2 separate regions of the Canis lupus genome follow, and region 2 is linked to region 1. A link is a contact called in public Hi-C data. All regions are on one chromosome and are shown on one strand. Each heading gives the region's core, a stretch centred on a gene start, on an enhancer-like site or on the middle of the called end of the contact. The rest is flanking DNA. Distances are from core to core; before and after follow the strand shown. Region 1 holds the start of QTRT1 (queuine tRNA-ribosyltransferase catalytic subunit 1). Region 2 overlaps PDE4A (cAMP-specific 3',5'-cyclic phosphodiesterase 4A).

Region 1 (6,829 bases), core at 1,013-3,512:
CAACATAACCAGATGGGTATACAAGTGGGTTAATAAAATATTCCAGAAAGAGATCATTCCAATTTTGCACAATATCTTCCAGGAAATAGATATTTAGACACCAAACTCAGATGAAGACAGTACAAGAAAGGAAAACTACAGAGCAATATAATTTATAGCAGATGTGTTGCAGCAATTTTACATAAAATGTTAATTAAAATTAATGTAAAATGCCATAGTATATTAAAAGATACCGTGACCAAGGTGGGCTTATACAAGAATGGAAAGAAGTGTATTAATAATAAGCAGCTGGAAATTACTGATATATCAGATGTAGGGAGGAAGGCAGAGGTCAAGGACCACCCGTAAGTTTCTGGTTTTCTGGTCTGAGTTCCTGGAAGGGTGGAAGGAGATAGGTAAGCTTGGGGGGGACAGTAAGGAGCGTTGCATCTAGAGTTTGAGTGCCTACAGACAGCTAGTGGAGATGTCAAGGAGGCATCTGTAAAGAGGAGTTCAATGAGAGGACTACGCTGGATTAAAATTTGGGCATTGTCAACGTATAGAGGCTTTTTTTTTTTTTCAAGGTTTTATTGGGATGCCTGCGTGGCTCAGTGGTTTAGCACCTGCCTTAGCCCAGGGTGTGATCCTAGAGCCCAGGATCGAGTCCCACATCGGGCTTCCTGCATAGAGCCTGATTCTCCCTCTGCCTGTGTCTCTGCCTCTGTCTCTCTCTGTCTGTCATGAATAAATAAATAAAATCTTAAAAAAATAGAAAAATATTTTATATATTTATTCATGGCAGATAGAGGAAGAGAGGCAGAGACACAGGCAGAGGGAGAAGCAGGTTTCCTGCAAGGAACCTGATGTAGGACTGGATCCTGGGATTCCAGTATCACACCCTGAGCCCAAGGCAGAGGCTCAGCCACTGAGCCACCTAGGCATCCCTGTGTGGAGGCTTTAAAAGTACAATATAAGTTATAAGCGACATGATACAGAGTGATAGAGGTGCAACATTATTAAGACTGGGGGAGTCAGGAGCAACTGACAAAAAAGCCATGGGAAAATCAGAAAGTATGGCAGACAAAGGCAATAGCAAGTGCAAAGGCCCTGAGGTGGAATCTCATGGTTGCGCATTTTCCAGACTTGGCCTCAGTGAAGACTCCTGCCACCCTGAAAAGCTGGCATCATTAGCCTAAGGCTCCTTGAGGGTCAGAATCTTGTTCAGATCAGCACAATTTAGGCCATTGGGCCACTGAGAGGAAGGATTCTGGGGCAATGGCGCCCTCTGCTGGCTGGGATAGATATCCGCTCCATTTTCAACAATAACAGTTCTTATATATTATATAATACTTGGTTATTAGAGGAACACAGCTAGTGCTCAATAAATCCATGACCCAGCCTCTCATCCCTGTGCAGCACAAAGGCTGGCACTAGTAGGGATGTATATACGTAGGTCTTCACTGAATAAATGAATGAATTAATGTGGTTAGGTTCTGGGTCTCAATCTGTAAATCTGGCATTCTTTCTCTCATTGTATAAATCAATGTATATTCAGCATGTACTGGGTGCTAGGTGCTGTTCTAAATTCTTGGGACAAATTAATGGACAAGATAGACAAAAGCCTGTGCAAGGCATCTGATTAAGATCTCTATATGCATGCTTCTCAGTCTTTACATAGTTTTTATTTATTTATTTATTTATTTATTTATTTATTTATTTTTTTTATTTATTTATGATAGGCTCACAGTGAGAGAAAGAGAGGCAGAGACACAGGCAGAGGGAGAAGCAGGCTCCATGCACCGGGAGCCCGACGTGGGATTCGATCCCGGGTCTCCAGGATCGCGCCCTGGGCCAAAGGCAGGCGCCAAACCATTGCGCCACCCAGGGATCCCAGTTTTTATTTATTTATATTTTTACTTTTTGTTAAAAGATTTGTAGCAATCTCAACACCCAAGGTGGGGCTTGAAACTAAAACCCCGAGATCCAGTGGCATGATTTACCGACTGAAGCCAAGCCAGGCGCCCTTTTACAACGTTTTTAATACCGAAACACAATTATTCGCCCCATTTTATACAGGAGAAAAATGATCGCTTAGAGAGAGGCTTTGATTGTAGAGCAGGCAAGTGGCCGGGGTGGGGTTCAAACCCATAAGTATATTTATTTTTCCCGACAACACGCAGCGGGTGGGAGCGAACTGGACGCTCCGCGGGGACGAGCGCGCCGGCGTCTGTTGCCATGGTTCCCCCACTCTCTTCCGCCGCTGCAGCCCGCGCCCGCGTCACGTGACTCCAATCAACATGGCGCCGCCCAGGGTGCTGCAGTGTCCACGTGGTTCCGTCAGCTAAGATGGCGGCAGCAGTAAACCCCACGTCTCTAGAGTCGGCCCCGCGCATCATGCGGCTGGTGGCCGAGTGCAGCCGATCCAGGGCCCGGGCAGGAGAGCTGAGGCTGCCGCACGGGCCGGTAGCCACTCCGGTGTTCATGCCAGTGGGCACGCAGGCCACTATGAAGGGCATCACGGCCGAGCAACTGGACGCGCTGGGCTGCCGCATCTGCCTGGGCAACACCTACCATCTGGGTCTGAGGCCGGTGGGTGGGTTCTGCCTTGTTGGGGCGGCGGCAGAGAGTGGGGAGTACGGGCTCCTCCGAGACACGGGCCTCCAAGTCAATCCACAAACACCTACCGAGTGACCCTGGTGGCCCGGGCCTTGTGTTGGGCGTGAGGGAGCGGCGGGGACCCGAGCTGGCCAGCTCTGTCCTTCAACATGAGCCCTCAGGGCAGCGCTCGCCCCTAACCTGATCCTTTCTTCCGCTAACCCAGGGACCCGAGCTGATCCAGAAAGCCCACGGTCTCCACGGCTTCATGAACTGGCCCCACAATCTGCTGACGGTGAGGTGGCATCGGGGCCGGGGTCCCAGGGCACTTGTCAGAGGTGGAGGGTCTCCAGTCCCACCCCTCTGACCGCCCTGCGGTGGGATTTCCCCCAGGACAGCGGCGGCTTCCAGATGGTGTCTCTGGTGTCCCTGTCCGAGGTGACGGAGGAGGGCGTCCGCTTCCGCTCTCCCTACGACGGCGACGAGACCCTCCTGAGCCCGGAGAAGTCCGTGGAGATCCAGAACGCTTTAGGTGAGCGAATCTGGGGCGGCCTCCCCTTCCCTTGCCTCTAGAGGGTGGAGGTGAGGCGGGCGCTTTCCTTCCTTGCTGCTGGGCTTCGGGTAGGTCACTCCCCTTGCCTGAGCTTCACACGAGCGGACTTGAATGGGGATAGTTCACAGGAATAATGACGTAATGTTTGTAAATCTCTTAACACAGTGCCTGGCGTGTCGTAGCTTTTGTTATGATTTTATTGCTATTATTTCTCCTAAATGACAAATTAGCTCGGCAAAGATATGTTGAAATTATGGAAGCACCAAAGGGGGATTGGGGAAGCTTTAGGTCCCTCGCATTTCCATCAGTACCCCCTCCCCCCCACCCCCCACCCCCCCCCCGCCATTCCTTGGTAAAGACAATGAACGTTTCTCTTTATTGTATATAGTACACATGTAGTTTCTAGCTCTACCCCCTTCCCTTTTTCCTTTTTTTAAATGATTTTATTTATTTGACAGCTCGCAGAAGTGTGAAAGCAGGGGGAGCAGGAGGGGGAGCTAGAGAAGCAAGTTCCCTGCTGAACAGGGAGCCCAATGGGGGTTGGATCCCAGAACCCAGGAATCATGTCCTGAACCCAAGGCAGATGCTTAACTGACTGACCCAGGGGCCCCTCTTCCTTTTTTTTTTTTTTTTTTGTTAAAGATTTTAATTATTTGAGAGGGTGGAGGGAGGGGCAGAGGGAGAGGCAGAGGATCCCAAGCACTGAGGAAGGGCCAAGGGCTGGATGTGGTTTTCGAGGTGGGTCTGGATCTCCCCACCCTTGAGATCATGACCTGAATGGAAATCAGGAGTCTGGGGTTTAACTGACTGAGCCACCCAGGCACTGTCCTTTTTTTTTTTTTTTTAAAGAAATTTGCTCCTTGAAGAAACGAGTTCCTTTCCCCTGTAGTGTGTCACAGAGAATGACTTTTGCTGGCCACTTCTCCATAGTGCTGTGTAACAGTTTTCCTCTGCCTTCTGGGTTTACTTAGTTGGTGGGGGTCAGAGTTCAAGGTCTGCGCCAGATTCACGTTCTTTCCTTTGGCAAGAGGGCTTCACATCATGTATATTTCCATCAGGAAGCCCCTAATGTCTGCTGGTGTCTCCCAGTGAACCATCAACACTCTGCCTGGGACTATCATGCCATTAGGAGTTCCAAAGTGGTAATATTCTTTCTTCATTCATCAACCAGGTTATTTCTGTAAAGACAAATGTCCCTCACCTACCCTTGGGAGACCAGCTTGTTTAATTCATATAGGAAAAGTGGGATTCATTCCTTTCCTCATTTACTGGGTTTTCATGGATTAATTACTTAGCATCTTCCAGCAGTGATGAATGAATCTTTTCATTCAGTTTTTCTAGGATCACCATGATATCATGGGTTTGTTTATTTATTAAATTGCCCCATCTTGGGTTTGTGTGGTGCACTGTGTGTGCTTTTTTCCTGTAATGATGCATCTTGGCAATATTCCCTGGGCGTTTCTAACATGTATAAATCCATGACCTGGATCCTGAAATTCTTCAGGTCAGTTCAGAATTGTAATATTTTATAAAAATAATGTAGTATACATAGCATCCTAGAAGGTCTGGGGCAGTACCCTGTGAAACGTTACTTTTTCTTTTTTCCATTAAAAAATATTGTAGGGCAGCCTGGGTGGCTCAGCGGTTTAGTGTCGCCTTCGGTCCAGGGTGTGGTCCTGGAGACCTGGAACTGAGTCCCGTGTCTGGCTCTCTGCATTAGCCTGCTTCTCCCTCTGCCTGTGTCTTTGCCTCTATCTCTGTGTCTCTCATGAATAAATAAATAAAATCTTAAAAAAAAAAATGGTGGTGGGGCACCTGGGTGACTCAGTGGTTGAACGTCTGCCTTTGGCTCAGGTTGTGATCCCTGGGTCCTGAGATCGATTCCCATATCAGGCTCCGCGCAGGGAACCTGCTTCTCCCTCTGCCTAGGTCTCTGTCTCTCTCTGTTTCTCATGAATGAATAAATAAAATCTTTAAAAAAAAAAAATTGTGGCAAAATACATGTCACATAAAAATTTACCATTAAAAAAATTTAACCATTTTTACTCATTTATTTTTACTTTTCACTTTTTAAATTTACTTATTTCTTTAAGTAGGTGCCATGCCCAATGTGGGGTTTGAACTTGACTGTGAGACCCAGAGTGGCATGCTCTACTGACTGAGCCAGCCAGGCACCCCTATTATAACCATGTTTTAAGTGTCCAAGTCAGTGGCATTATGCACATTTGCATTGTTCAACCATCACCACCATCCCTCTTCAGAACTCTTCATCTTGTGAAACTGAAACTCTGTTCGCATTAAACACTAACTCTCTATCCCTCTCCACCAGCCTCTGGCTCCTCTTACCTACTTCCTGCCTCTATGAATTTGACATTTCTAGGGACCTTATATAAATGGAATCATACAGTATTTGTCTTTTTGTGTGTGGCTTATTTCACTGAGCATAGTGGCCACAAAGTTGTAGTATATGTTAAAAGTTTCTCCCCCCCCCTTTTTTTTTAATTTTCTTCCTTTTTTTTTTTTTTTTTAATTTTCTTCCTTTTTAAGACTGAATAAGCACCTGCTAAATTGGATTTTATGAAAGATTATAACTGTTCTGGGTTTTGCTGCCAAATTAGGTATGCCATAAGCATAAGATAAAGTCTTTGATTTTAAGAAGCTTCTTGATTTTGGAATTGAGGGAAAGGAATGTTCTGTCAAGGGTTGGACCATGATTTATTTAGCCAGTTCCCTGTTGATGGTCACTTGGGCTCCCATCATGCTATTGCCTGCTATACCATGGAGGATCACTTTGTAGACACAACATTTTGTTTTTAAAAGGTAAATTTGGGGATCCCTGGGTGGCGCAGCGGTTTGGTGCCTGCCTTTGGCCCAGGGCGCGATCCTGGAGACCCGGGATCGAATCCCATGTCGGGCTCCCGGTGCATGGAGCCTGCTTCTCCCTCTGCCTGTGTCTCTGCCTCTCTCTCTCTCTCTCTCTGTGACTATCATAAATAAATAAAAAATTAAAAAAAAAAAAAAAGGTAAATTTGCAGAAGTGGAAGTTTACTCTATGTGCCTGGGCAGGGTTTTAGCTGGGTGAGGCAAGATCAAATGGGTATCTTTAAGAGCTCCCTCTGGTTGTTGTATAAACAGACTGGGGGGCTGTGTGGGAGTCAGCAAGACCCAAGGAGGAACTTCTTGAGTCCTGATTGTCCCCAACAGGAAGTGAAACCTTTCCTAGTGATGGTGCTTCTGTCTCACCCCCCACTTCCCCCAGGCTCAGACATCATCATGCAACTGGATGATGTGGTCAGCAGCACTGTGACGGGGCCACGTGTGGAGGAGGCCATGTACAGGTGTGTGTGTGTTTGTGTATTGGGGGAGGGGATCCTAATCCTATAGCTTTGTCTCCCTACCCTAGGGCTCATGACTGGGGTCCTCTTACAGGTCAATTCGCTGGCTGGACCGTTGCATTGCAGCCCATCAGCGGCCAGACAAGCAAAACCTCTTTGCCATCATCCAGGGTGGGCTAGACGCGGACCTCCGGGCCACCTGCCTTGAAGGTAGAGCCAAGTGTTGGTAGATCCAGGGCTTGTCCATCACTGAGGGCCCCACCTGGGCCTGTCATGTGATGGTGCTGATGGTGGTTGTTGATGGGTGGAAGGAATAATCGAAGCAAAGGCCCAGAGGCAGAATGGACTAGAATCTTCGCAGAATGAT
Region 2 (7,662 bases), core at 5,072-7,571, 170 kb before region 1:
TGCGGCCAGGCCCAGAGCCCCCCTCCTGGGCACCCCCCCCCCTCCAGCATCCTCCTGACCCCCTTCATGACCCTTTGCCCTAGGAGGAAGCAATAACAGTGTACATGCACATCCCCTTTCTGGGCAGCCCTTCCCACCCTGGCACCAACCAAAGTCATTTCTCCTTCACCCCCACCTGGCCACACTACCCCACCACCCTTAGCTATTCCTGGAGCAATACAACAGACAGATGCAAGGCTACTCTTCTCCAAGCCATGGGGGACTGTTTGGAAGGAAAGACCCCCCCTCCCTCCCCATCTTCCTCCTCTTTTATGCCCCCCCAGCCCAATTCTGCAGCTGGGCAAGGCAGGGCCTCTCTCTCATTCCCCCGCCCCCAATTCTGAGCACACGGTACTGTAGCCCCCAGCCGCCCCCAGCCTTCCATCTGTCTGTCCGTCCCCGTGGGATGTACCACCCACCCCCACTCCCACAATGCTGTACAGGGTTCATTTTTGTAGCAAAAGTAGTTTCTGTCCCAGCCAGTGACTGGAGTGGGACTTCTTTGGGTTTTCTTTCTTTTCTCTCTCTCTCTCTCTCTTTTTTTTTTTTTTGTACATATTGTATGGTTGGTTTGTAAATTATTCTACAGAGGCAAAAAGGGAAAATAAACTTGCCCTTCCCCAGCTGACCCAGTCAGGGGAAGGAGGGGTGGGGTCTCCCAGAGAAAGAGTACCCACTCCCACTGTATTATACAAACTGTACCATAGACCCCAAATGGGTGGATTCGGCGCTGCCGCTTGATGGGAAGTCGTGTCATTGTAGGGGGCGAGGGCTGAGCAGAGCCTGCCCCTTCCCCCTTACCCAGGTGTGACTGGTGAGATGGAACCCCACCCCCAATCAGGGCTCCTCTCCCCAGCGGGGGGCACGGGACCCCCGCCCTGTGCTGCTCTTGTGTTGTCCACTTTGACGATCAATCAGTCGGTCCGTTGATCGATAATCAATCCTTTGATCTTGTCTCCAATTAAACCGAGGCTTTCACTGATCTTCCTGTCTTATGTGACTTCCTTTCCCACCCTGTTTTTGGTGGGTGCACCTCTCCTGCGCTGTCTGCCTGGGGTGGGGATAAGGCAAAAGGAAGGTTCTGTCCCCATCTCACCCCAAGCAGATAGAACTTGAACGGAGTGCATTGTGTGGCGGGGGGCAGACCCCCCCCAGGCCTGGGCCAGGTGCTGCCTCAGGGACTCCAGGTGAGGTTCAAACCAGTCTTCAGAGGCCAACAGACGTAGGTAAACCCTACTTCCCCTACACAGCGTATCTGACATAACTCTTGGGTACTTCTGGAATCTCAGAGTCATTCCTGGAAACCTCAAGGGGGCCTGATTGATAATGCCTCCACCATCTGGCTGCCAGGCCATGATAAAAGGTTCTCTGGTCAAATTCTGCCGTGCAGACATTAAACTTGATAAACTGGCACAAGAGAATTTATTTACCTCTATGAGTTCTATGAATTCCCAGTTTCCTGGCCATTTTTTTTTAAGATTTTATGTATTTATTCATGAGACACAAAGACACATAGAAGCAGAGGGAGAGGTAGGCTCCCTGTGGGGAGCCTGATGCAAGACTGGATCCCAGTATCCTGGGATCATGACCTGAGCCAAAGGCAGATGCCCAACCGACTGAGCCACCCAGGCGCCCCAAGATTTTATTATTATTTTTCTTTTTTAAGATTCCATTCATGAGAGACACACAGAGAGAGGCAGAGGGAGAAGTAGGCTCCATGCAGGGAGCCCGATGTGGGACTCGATCCCGGGTCTCCAGGATCAGGCCCTGGGCTAAAGGCGGCACTAAACCGCTAAGCCACCCGGGCTGACCACTCACAGTCATTTGATCAAGAGTGGTATGATCAGCTCTATTGGCTGAGCCAGACAAGTGCCCCCAAACCTGAACATCTTAAGGGCAGGGCTCTGTGTTGCTTTGAGCCTGTAAGTCTTGTGATTGGTATCAGGAGAGCCGAATCCTCCCAAATTTACCCACCAGACTGCCTTGGGATGGAAGCTGTTCTACTTGCATGTTCATTCAAGGTTGGGGAGTGAGTGACTTTCAGATATTTTAACCAATCCGCATATTTGAATACTGTTAATTCCGCTCAAGGGATCCTGTTTTTTCCAACCTTTATCAGCCTAATTGACAAACCCTTGATCTCACCGATGTTTCTGACATTCATTTATGCTAATGAGAATTTCCCAAGGGGATAAAGATATGGCTAACAGAATCATTTGTGATTTGAGCTTTTGGTTTAGAATCCTGGCTGCCTCTGCGGTGTGATAAATTGAGATCCACACATACACAGCACTTAAGTGGTTAAGTGCAGTGCGGTCAAAAGATATATATATTCACAGCATGTGTGTTTTGAAACAAATTGAGGGCAGCTTCCTTGGATCTAAGAAGAGGTTGGCTTGCCTACTCTACTATTCCTGTCTAGTTATCAGGGAGTACTTTAGATCCCAGCTCCAGCTGTGTGACCTTGGGCATGATCTCTGACCTTCCATTGTCTCATCTATAAAGTTAGGATAACAAAAATCCCAGTCTAGAGCAGAGCTGTCCAGTGAAACCTAAGATGATGGGAATGTTCTATCTGTGCTATCCAATGTGGTGGCGACTAGCCACAAGTGGCCGTTAAGCACTTGAAATGTGGCTAGTGCAACTGAGGAGCTGGAGTTTTCATTTTCCTTTTACCTTAAGTACCAACATGCAGCCAATGACTCCCATCTGAGACTGTACAGTTCTGGAACTCTAGAGGGCGAATGTATAGGATTTAGCAGGTACAAAGATTTGCAGGCTTCACTGTGGTTTGAAGACATTATAGTATGTAGATATCCTGACCCAGAAGAGTGGGGTCCAGCCTGCACCCAGAAAGGGGAGAAAAAAAAAAGGCTGGAAAACTAGGTAGAAGTTTCCAGGGAATCTGAACTTTGTGCAAGAAGTAAAGAAGAGACAGACGTTTTCCCGAGAGTGTTTCAAAGGGAGGCAGAGTCGGGGAAAGGGTGTCGGGCTGAGGGTCAGGAGGCGACAGCACCAATCTCAGGCTTCAGGGGAGGGCTGATGAGTCTTCTTGCTCTGGACCTCGGTTACCCTAAGTGTAAGCATGATGTCCCAAATGCCTCCTCCGTTGGGACACTGTGACAATCTGAGAATGTGAGTCAGAGGGCAGAAGTGGGCATGTGACCACCAGCTGGCTCTTTAAAATCCTCGTGGTGGGGAGTTCATCTCTCCTCAGGCGAAGGTGGCCTAGGGCAGTGAGGCACAGCACCAAGGCCTTGTAATCTGAAGAAGACAGGGAAACCTGGGGAAGGGGTGGAGTCAGATCAAATTAAAGTTGACATCAGCCACCTCCAAACAAGCTATGTGGTCTGGGACAAACGGTTCTGGCTCTTCCAGCCTTTAGAGGGTCGTGCCCTGTGCCAAACTCATTAGGTGGATTGTCTTATTGGCCCTCCAGCAGTCCTGGAGATATATACTATTATAGGAAACTGAGGCCTGGAAGTGATCTAACGCCATTGAGGGAAGGCAGAGACCTCACTTCACCTATTGTCTGTTCCACAATGATAACTACTAGATAATGACCTGATACTTTCATTATCATCGCTCCTTTTTTTTTTTTAGCCCAACATGGGGCTTGAACTCCCCACCCCGAGATCAAGCATCACATGTTCCACCAAGCCAGCCCGCTGCTCCTATTATTGCTACTTTATTCCACCTGCACAAAATCCTGAGACAGATAATATTTCTCCCTCTTTCACGGAATAAAAATATAAAGATGTACAAATTAAAACACTTGTTTTTATTTTTAAAATTTATTTAGTTTTGGGGATCCCTGGGTGGCTCAGCGGTTTAGCGCCTGCCTTCTGCCCACGGCATGATCCTGGATTCCTGGGATCAAGTCCCACATCAGGCTCCCTGTGTCTCCCTCTGCCTGTGTGTCTGCCTGTCTCTCATGAATGAATAAATAAAATCTTAAAAAATAATAAAAAATAATAAATAAATAAATAATAAAAATAAAAATTATTTAGTTTTAAGTAAGCTCTAGGTCCAAAGTGAGGTACCAACTCAAAACACCAAGATCAAGAGTCATATGATCCACTGACTGAGACAGCCAGGGGCCTGTAAGTAGATTATATATATATATATTTTTTTGCCAGTATATTATATATATTATATATTTATAATTATATATATTATATATACATATACAATATACTGGCAAATAATGAAAAAAAAATGGACCATCCTGGGGTGGGCAAAGAACTTTCATAGCTCGTTAGTGTTGGTAGAAGTTGGCACATAAAGCTTTCCAAGAATGGTCTGACAATACTTATCAAAAATGTAACTGCATGCATTTTGACCTAGCCATTGCAGTTTTTTAAATATTTACTGGGTGATCAGGGAGCCCACTTCTCCCTCTCTTCCCTGCTCAAGCTCTCTCTCTCAAATAAATAAAATCTTTAAAAAATTGTTAAAATATTCATCTGATAGAAACAGTTGGATAAAAACCTAAAGGCACAAAATGCCCATTCCAGTATTGGTTAGAAAAGTAAAGAATGGGGATCCTTGGGTGGCTCAGCGGTTTAGCGCCTGCCTTCCACCCAGGGCATGATCCTGGATTCCTGGGATCAAGTCCCACATCAAGCTGCCTGTGTGGAGCCTGCTTCTCCCTCTGCCTGTGTCTCTGCCTCTCTCTCTCTCTCTCTCTCTCTCTAATGAATAAATAAAATCTTTTTAAAAAAGAAAAGAAAAGTAAAGAACTATTAAAAATGTCCAACATGGGCACCTAGGTGGCTCAGTCCGTTGGGTGTCTGCCTTAGGCTCAGGTCATGATCCCAACGTCCTGGGATCCAGCCCGGCATCAGGCTCCCTGCTTGGTGGGGAGCCTGTCTTCTCCCTCTCCCTCTGCTGCTCCCCCAGCTGGTGCTCGTTCTCTCTCTCCGTCAAATAAATAAATAAATAAATAAATAAATAAATAAATAAATAAATAAATTCTTTTAAAAATCCTTAAAAAAATACATTTCCTCCCTTAAAAAAATGTTCAACATTAGAGGTCACTAAATTATACTTTCTCTGAACAGTGGAAGAACATGCAGCCATTAAAAACAATGAAGTAGGTCTACATTTATTGAAATGACAACATATTTACAATGAGAAGAGCAGATTTCAAAATGTTCTGCATTAAAAAAAAAAATGTTCTGCATTACATGATCCTACTAAAAGATTAAGTGCATAGAAAAGGCAGTTTGTCCATAAAAATATTAACAATGTCTCCAATGGTAGGATTCGGAGAGATCTGTGTTTTCCGTTCCGTAGACTTTGATTTCTGAACTTTAGCAGTGAGCAGGTATTAATTTTATAATCAAGGGTAAAGTTATTTTATAATCAGGGTAAAGAAATACCCGGTGTTTGTTATCTGGGAGGCACAAAGCATGGTAGATAAGCACACAGAGTCTGGGTTCAGCTTGCCTGGAATCTAGCTCCCACGCCTCCAGTTAATGACTGAGTTCCTGGGAGCAGGTTATTTACTTGTTCCGTGCCTCAGTTTCCCCCGCTGTAGAATGCAAATAATAACTGCCCAGGTTACGAGGTGCCAGACGCTGTTTGTTTTACGTAAGTTATTGCACTGGATTCTCACAACAGCCTTACGAAGTATTCTACTGTAAATGGGTCACGGGCTGGGGAGAGCGGACGCGGAGCTCCAGCCCTCAAGCGCCACCCAGAGCCGAGCTGGGGAACTGCAGCGGGTTCGGAAATGCACGCACGCGCAGACCGAGACGAAGGCGTGGCGAGGGCACGCGGGAGATTTCCTCCTGCGCTACGATTGGCTGTCGTGGCTGTCATTAGCCGAGCAGGCCGCCAATGAGGGGCGCGGCCGCTTCGCCTTGGGAGCCCCAGGGCTGAGCGAGCTGAGGCGCTCGGGCGGCTGCAGGTGCTCGAACCTCCAGGTGGGTGAGGGGACCTGGCGTCACTCTCTGAGAGTGACCTCGTGCGTCGTGGTTCCCACTTGTTAAGGGGACCCCAGCGTCAGCCTCCCTTCCTGAGAGAACTCTGGCGTCGTTTGCACCCCTTTTCCCGGAGCCATCAACCCTTTTACCCAAGAGGGACCCCTGAGATGTCCCCTCTTCCTGAGGAGGACCCCGGCGTCGTCTTTCCTTCTGGAGGTGAACCTTAGCATCGTCCCTTCCTCCTGAGAAGGACGCCAGAGCCATTCATACTTCCTTAGGTGGACTCCCAGCTTCATCAGCCCTTCCTGAGGGAACCCGGTGTCAGTCCCCTTCCCTGAGGGGCCCCAGCATCGTCTTTCCTAAGGGACCCAGGCGTCACCCTTTCGTCGAGAGGTCCCCTCTCCTGCCATTCCCCCCTCCGCAAGTGTCCCCAGTGTTCCTTGCCGACAGAGGGCCTGGGGTCACGCCCCCTTGGCTGAGGGTTTCCTGTCACTGCCGTCCCCACAGCCCCAAGGAGCATTATCCGGCTTTTCTCTGCAATTTGAGCCGTCCCACCCCGTGCTTTCCTGCCCGCAGCTTTGGAGGGGGACGGGGGAGACTCAGCTGGCCCGCAGTGTGTGGGCCTTCACAGGGAGAGAGAGAGAGAGAGAGAGAGAGACTGGCTGACACAGGCACTTACTGTGTCCCCTGAGAAGTTCTTTAAGGAACTGGGGCTGTTTCTCCCAAAATGGAAGCCGCAGGAAAGATCTAAAGCTGCCTTAAAATATCAGGGGCTTCTCATGGTTCCTGACATGGTCAGCAGGCACTTAATTGAGTCACCGGGTATGTGTAGGACCGTTGCCTGGAAGAGGAATTACTCTGGCCCATGAAGTCCCAAGAGATCTGATGGTGAGGGTTAGACGGAGGTCAAGAGGGCTTCCTGGTGTTGAACTGAAATCCTGAAAGACTGAGCACAGAGTTGGCAAAATCTGCAGCCTGGAAGAGCTGGCCAATTCCATTCAATCCCACAGCGCTTCAGCGCCCCCGCCACGGAGGTCAAGAATTGTCTCGTCCATATTCAAATACGTGTGACATTCCTGTTGTGTTCATCAAGTGGTGAACAAGATGGAAGAATAGAGGAATAATTCTGAATACGAGGCCCACAAATACTGTGCTTCTGAGTTCTGCAGGCTACTTTTTCCTCAGGGTTTGTGGTGGTTCATCAGGGAACAAAAAGTCTGTCTCCTGCCTGGTTGACTACAAGCTGCATGAGGACAGAAACTGCCTGCTCCTAGTCATCTCTACCCAGTGCCTGGGACAAGGTAGGCACCGAAGTATTTGTTGGCCCTGCCCTGACTCTTCACTTGGTGAATCCTTAGTTGGATTGAGAGATGACCAGGGAGATATGATGCATAACGACAAGACGTGCAGTAGACATGAAAGAGATGTACCTGCCATAACTGAGATTTAAACACCACCTCCTTGGCTAATGAGATTCATCTTTCCTGACCCTGAAGCTAAGAGAAAGTGAAGGCAAAGAGGCAGCTGAAAGCAGCATTGGGCAACTCGGTTTAAAATCTCCCACCAGTGCTTGCTTCGGCAGCACATATAAAATCTCCCACCAAAGTTATTATCAGCTGATTTAATTAGGGCAGATCCTGGAATGTGTAGTCTGAAAGATGCTCCTGAGTGCCCTGCGTAAGGTGTGGCCTAA

Evidence for each region. A called contact is a pair of places that touch in the nucleus more often than the background predicts.
Region 2: a Hi-C map of blood shows a contact between it and region 1, with 2.2 times the contacts expected there. The contact joins the enhancer-like site here to the promoter of QTRT1 in region 1. A contact is called at or near these places in 2 of 9 Hi-C or Micro-C datasets (amygdala and blood).

What each region holds. Positions count from the first base shown.
Region 1 is chr20:50,892,136-50,898,964 of UU_Cfam_GSD_1.0, reverse strand. It overlaps QTRT1 (queuine tRNA-ribosyltransferase catalytic subunit 1), which reads left to right and starts at 2,262. Exons shown (of 10, transcript XM_038567292.1): 1 at 2,262-2,568; 2 at 2,801-2,869; 3 at 2,968-3,106; 4 at 6,387-6,465; 5 at 6,557-6,672. The coding sequence starts at 2,326.
Region 2 is chr20:51,064,045-51,071,706 of UU_Cfam_GSD_1.0, reverse strand. PDE4A (cAMP-specific 3',5'-cyclic phosphodiesterase 4A) reads left to right here. Exons shown (of 16, transcript XM_038567317.1): 16 at 1-1,022. Among named protein-coding and RNA genes, the nearest start is that of KEAP1, 18 kb to the right of the region's middle. Within about 2 kb of position 6,321, at least 10 of the 20 cell types and tissues checked have an H3K27ac peak or open chromatin away from gene starts, as enhancers often do. A contact at or near this core is called in blood, where this site is marked.